Regions from separate parts of the Mus musculus genome. Here region 2 is linked to region 1. Evidence: chromatin contacts called from public HiChIP or PLAC-seq data. All regions are on one chromosome and are shown on one strand. Each heading gives the region's core, a stretch centred on a gene start, on an enhancer-like site or on the middle of the called end of the contact. The rest is flanking DNA. Distances are from core to core; before and after follow the strand shown. Region 1 overlaps Umad1 (UMAP1-MVP12 associated (UMA) domain containing 1). Region 2 overlaps Ica1 (islet cell autoantigen 1).

Evidence for each region. HiChIP or PLAC-seq counts read pairs in DNA pulled down with a chosen protein or histone mark.
Region 2: an H3K4me3 HiChIP or PLAC-seq map of bone marrow-derived macrophages shows a contact between it and region 1, with 6 times the contacts expected there. The contact joins two enhancer-like sites. A contact is called at or near these places in 3 of 15 datasets of contacts at CTCF or cohesin (the NIH/3T3 cell line, large pre-B cells and pro-B cells), 6 of 484 Hi-C or Micro-C datasets (B cells, the G1E-ER4 cell line, the HPC-5 cell line and 3 more), 4 of 115 datasets of contacts at active chromatin or transcription factors (CD8 T cells, bone marrow-derived macrophages, embryonic stem cells and 1 more) and 2 of 9 other capture datasets (adipose tissue and liver).

What each region holds. Positions count from the first base shown.
Region 1 is chr6:8,338,381-8,341,080 of GRCm38.p6, forward strand. The region is part of intron 2 of Umad1 (UMAP1-MVP12 associated (UMA) domain containing 1); the gene reads left to right. All of the region lies in intron 2 of Gm46952 (a long non-coding RNA gene), which reads right to left. Among named protein-coding and RNA genes, the nearest start is that of Gm46952, 5.8 kb to the right of the region's middle. Within about 2 kb of position 1,256, at least 20 of the 459 cell types and tissues checked have an H3K27ac peak or open chromatin away from gene starts, as enhancers often do. A contact at or near this core is called in B cells and bone marrow-derived macrophages, where this site is marked.
Region 2 is chr6:8,743,098-8,745,797 of GRCm38.p6, forward strand. The region is part of intron 4 of Ica1 (islet cell autoantigen 1); the gene reads right to left. Among named protein-coding and RNA genes, the nearest start is that of Ica1, 34 kb to the right of the region's middle. Within about 2 kb of position 1,449, at least 19 of the 459 cell types and tissues checked have an H3K27ac peak or open chromatin away from gene starts, as enhancers often do. A contact at or near this core is called in B cells and bone marrow-derived macrophages, where this site is marked.

The sequences.
Region 1 (2,700 bases), core at 6-2,505:
GTCTAATGGATGGCTGTGAGCATCCACTTCTGTATTTGTCAGGCACTGGCAGAGCCTCTTATGAGATAGCTATATCAGGCTCCTGTCAGCAAGCACTTATTGGCATCCATAATAGTGTCTGATGACTGTATATGGGATGGATCCCAATGTGCGGCAGTCTCTGCATGGTCCCTCCTTCAGTCTCTGCTCCATACTTTGTTTCTGTATCTCCTCCCATGGGTATTTCATTCCCCATTCTAAGAAGGACCGAAACATCCATACTTTGGTCTTCCTTCTCCTTGAGCTTCATGTGGTCTGTGAATTGTATCTTGGGTATCCCAAGCTTCTGGGCTAATATCCACTTATCAGTGAGTGCATACCTAGTGTGTGTTTTTCTGTGACTGGGTTACCTCACTCAGGATGATATTTTCTAATTCCATCCATTTACCTAAGAATTTCATGAATTCATTGTTTTTAATAGCTGAGTAGTACTCCATTGTGTAAATGTACCACATTTTCTGTATCCATTCCTCTGTTGAGGGACATATGGGTTCTTCCCAGCTTCTAGCTATTAAAAGTAAGGCTACTATGCATATAGTGAAATATGTTCCTTATTACATGTTGGAGCATCTTCTGGGTATATGCCCAGGAGTGGTATAGCTGGGTTCTCAAGTAGTACTATGTCCAATTTAATGAGGAATTACCAAACTGATTTCCAGAGTGGTTGTACCAGCTTGCAATCCCACCAGCAATGGAGGAGTGTTCCTCTTTCTCCACATCCTTGCCAGCATCTGCTGTCACCTGAATTTTTGATCTTAGCCATTCTGACTGGTATGAGATGGAATCTCAGGGTTGTTTTGATTTGCATTTCCCTGATGACTAAGGATGTTGGACATTTCTTTAGGAGTCTTGCCTTTTTTAACTATTTTTTTATGTTCCTTTCTAGAGCAACTTCTGATTCATAACTATTTATTAGTCATATAGTATTGTTTTCTATTTCTGTAGTCTTTATACAGCTTCAAAGTTGTTTATTTTAAATATGTAAGACCATGTCATTTCTGTGCTCAAAACCCCAAAGTAGCCCTAAATCCATCTCAGAATTAAACCCCAACTCTTAGAGTAATGAGTTCTTTTACTTCGCTGACATTCTGCTCTGTTCGGGGTGGATAGGCATCGGTTCACCTGCGATGTTTCATTTTTTTAAAAACCTGCACTGTCACCAGTAAAGTTGTATTTCTGCTTATAAAATTTAAAGTCTTCTTTAGTTCCTCATTTCCCTGCCAATCACTAGCTCCCTTTACAGTAAGGTCATTCTGCGTTTCCTCACTAACAGCCTTCACTGAGGTAACAGAAACCTTGTTAAAAAAAGAAAACTGGAGGCTCTCTGTAGTCAGCAGCATTGAAGGAAGAGAACTCTCTCATGGTTGATAGCTCTCATAAGAATCTGGTCCTTCGTAGGCTGGTGAGATGCTCAGAGTATAAGTGTGTTTACCCCAGGCCCCACTATCTAAAGTCATCAACTGGATTCACATGGGGACAAGAGAGAATTGCCTCCCTCCTATTATCTCGTGACCTCCTGACCATGGGCACTACCACAAATGCATGCAAAGTGACCCACACTCACAAAAACAATTTGGTTCTTCCTTAGTGCTAGGTGGGATTTCAGCATTCAAGTCTGAATACTCTTTTTCACATTTTAATCAGTGTGCAAAAAGGTGAAAAATCTGTCTTCTTTCTCTCCATGCATCTCGCTACAGTCTAGCATATGCCAGGAAAGGAAAAGGCTTTCGTATTGGCAAACAGATTCCAAGATGATTTCTAAGCCTATTAAAAGAAACTTTTTTTCAGAAGAAATATTTTTTTAAAAATTAGAGTGATAAAAGATAAGAAATTACCTCTAAACTAAATAATGGTAACCAAAATGTATTCGTTAAGTGTGTATATAATGTTAATTTCTCACTGCACTTAGACCTGTTCATACTTTAAGAATACAGCATTTCAGAGGACTTAGGGCTATTTGAAAGCCAATGTGACTATGAGGCAAGGTACAGGAATAGTTATATATGTGTATACTAGCAAATGTAACTGGATAGATGGAGTAAGAGAACAAGTTAAAAATAGACATCCTTTAATTTTCAAGTAAGTAGTATTTGTTAGAACTTGTGGCTCTGGAGCTGGTGACTAGTGACATCAAAGAAGTTATGTAGAAACTAAGTTATATGTAGTGCTATTAGAGAAGCAGGGGCTACCAAACTTGTTGATAGGATGCAGTAGTACCCATTAGGTTGAAGATAATTACTGAGAAATGAAAAAGTAGTTCTGTGTGTGGGAGTTCAGACAAGTGACAAAACTGTCTAGAAATTCCAGGATTTTTAGGCTGAAATTTTAATGTAATCATAAATGAGGACACACTGATCTATTCCTGTGGATTTACTTAAAAAAGAGCTTGTCGAGGCTAGCCTGGTCTACAAAGTGAGTTCCAGGACAGCCAGGGCTATACTCTGTGTCGGAAAAAAAAAAAAAAGAGCTTGTCATCATGTTCAGGGACACTAAGAATTAAAGTGAGTGACCTGGGTAATGTGTGAGATTATTGATGACAATGCTGGATGGAAACCTAGTTCAGTCTTGGTTTGAATGAAAAGAAACCTCAGTCACTCCCTAGAACCAGTCCTTAAGAGGGACTGATTTAGACAGTGCTAAGGTTCTTCCAATGCCCCAGGA
Region 2 (2,700 bases), core at 199-2,698, 400 kb after region 1:
CTCTTGTACCGTGAGGAGTACTACTGAGTGCACTCTCAGGAGGTAACAAAGGAGTCACAAAAATGATCAGAGCCATTATTTATAATAGCAACAATTTTTCTTTTCTAGAAACTGATTCAATATAACCCGAACATCCATGAAACCGCCAGAAAGGACCCCAAACATCCACCATCGTCAGAGCCACAAACACAGAAGTGTGCGGGCTTGCAACACAAGCACTCTACCATTGAGCTACATCACTGGTACCGTGTACGGTGTATGCGCACTAGTCACTGAGGCCAGAGAAGAAGTTCTTCCAGTTTGTGCCTTACTTCCTTGAGACAAATCTCTTAGTAAATATGGAGCAAGGCTAGAGGTTAGAAAGGCCCAGAAATCCTCTCAATCCTCCCTCCTCACCTCTCCCAATCTAGCCAGCTGTAGGGTAACAGGTAACATGGACCATACCCAGCTTTCTGAGTCCTGGAATCTGAACTGAAGTCCTCTTATTAATTTATTTTCATGCTTTGCTTGCAAAGCAATTGTTTTTTACTCACAGAACCGTATTTTTAGTCCTATCCTCAACTTCCCAATCCTTTGGCCTCTACCTCCTACATGCTGAGGATACAGGTGTGTATTCGTATATCATCTGTGTCTATAACCACATCTGAAGTGTCACTAGAATTCTTGTCCATTTTACACCATGCAACAGATCTGGTACAAGGGGGTTTATCTGGGGGAAGTGATGTAGCCCCTGATCATAACTCATGTCCTGCAGCCAGTTCTTCACACACTGTATATGCAGCATACTCAATAAAACTGTTTTCCACTGTGATCTGAAGGTTGAATTATTTCACTAACCCATCAGGCTCCCTACTCTTCAAATTGTACCCCATTATTAGTATCAATCTCTCCAACAACTACACAAAGTTGGATAGGAACCACAAGTCTAAAGAACTCACTGCTGCTTGCCTACATGTGACTACAGTTCTTGCGCTGCAGCAGAAAGTCCTGTGGCAGGAGGAAGGGTTTTTGGAACCCATTTAAAAAAATGAGATAACCAATGTCTCTTTTCATACTTCTCTCTCAAGATCCAAATTCTCAAAGCCTGTTGTGATGAGGCATGCTTATAATCCCAGAGCTCAGGAGGTAGAGGCTTGAGAGACTGAGGTCAGTCAAGGCTACAGAGAAGAGATCTGGTCTCAAAAATAATCAAAACCAAAGCCAAACAAACTACCACCATGATTAACAACAAACAAAAACAACCAAATAAATAAAGTTCACAGAACCACAGATCCAAGCCCAGCTAAAGGCTTCCTCTGGCTGAGACATGGTCAGTCCCAATTTTTTTTTCTGGACAGCAGTGCCCTTTGGGCTCATGAATTAGCCCTTGGCACAGTTGGGTGGCTGTCAGGGTGTGTGAGCATGGGCCTGTGTCTGTCTGTACCATGAGACTCTTCCTTCTTTGGCTTTTCTTTTTGTCCAGAAGAGCAGAAAACCATATTTTCGTGGCACTAACTGAATGTGAAACTGCACTAGCTTTAACTTCTGCATTTTTTTGTTACTGCACACCGTATTTCATTTTAAATGCTTGTTTCATATCCATGCCATATCTATAAGATTTCCTTTTCAATGCTATATGTATTTCTCTTCATTGACTAATACGAGGTGCTTCCAATTCAACCAACAACCTTTCGCTTTCTATGGAAAGTAACATCCCATTTTTAGCTTCTAACAGCAGCTGGCTACTGTGACTTAAAAACAAAACAAAGCAAAACACCCTTAAAGACTCAAGTCACATACAAACAAACACATTTAACTTTAGGCCCAAAGAAATCAATCCAGAATACTAATACACACTTGGTGACACATGTCTTTCCCAAATAATCTAAGTAGATTGAAGCATCCTGGAATAATTTTTGGTCATTTCACACACTGAAGGATTAAACTGGTGGCAAACAGGCCTCGTTTCCTGTGCTGCTTCTGATTAATTGGCAGTGCTTTGCAGGGACCTTGAGCTCCGTCAGAGTCAAGGTTGACGATGGTCATTCTCACGCAACATTTATATTAGATAATTCAAAGTCTCCACTCGTTCAAAAGGTCCAATTAACTGGATCGTAAGATTTCACATAAACCCCACTTACATTCACTTGCCGATTATATTTTTAGATGTGTCCTTTAAAGATAAGGAAGCAACAGAAGAGCTAGGAAACCAGGCTCTCAAACAGTCTTAATCAACTCTGCGTTTGTTTACAACTAATGCAGTCATGATGAAGACGACATAGGTTGTCCCCACCCCTCACATTCAAGTAGCAGGAGATAGAAAATGAAGCACACATAATCACAGACACAAGACACAGAAGGAAAAATGCCAGAGAAACTGAGTAGGACAGAGACTGCTTTAGAGTGGATAGCCAGGGAAGGCTGCAGTAGCAGCCAAGTTCTGAATGGCAGAGTGAGGCACTCTTAGTATCATTAGGGCACGGACGTTCCAAGCAGTAGAAACAGAGTGCAGCCAGGCAGTGGTGGCTCACGCCTTTAATCCCAGCACTCGGGAGGCAGAGGCAGGCAGATTTCTGAGTTCCAGGTCTGGTCTACAAAGTGAGTTCCAGGACAGCCAGGGCTATAAAGAGAAACCCTGTCTCAAAAAACAAACAAACAAACAGAGTACAAAAGACCTCTTATAGCCGGGGCGGAGGAGTGGAGGGGCAGGGGGCAAAACAA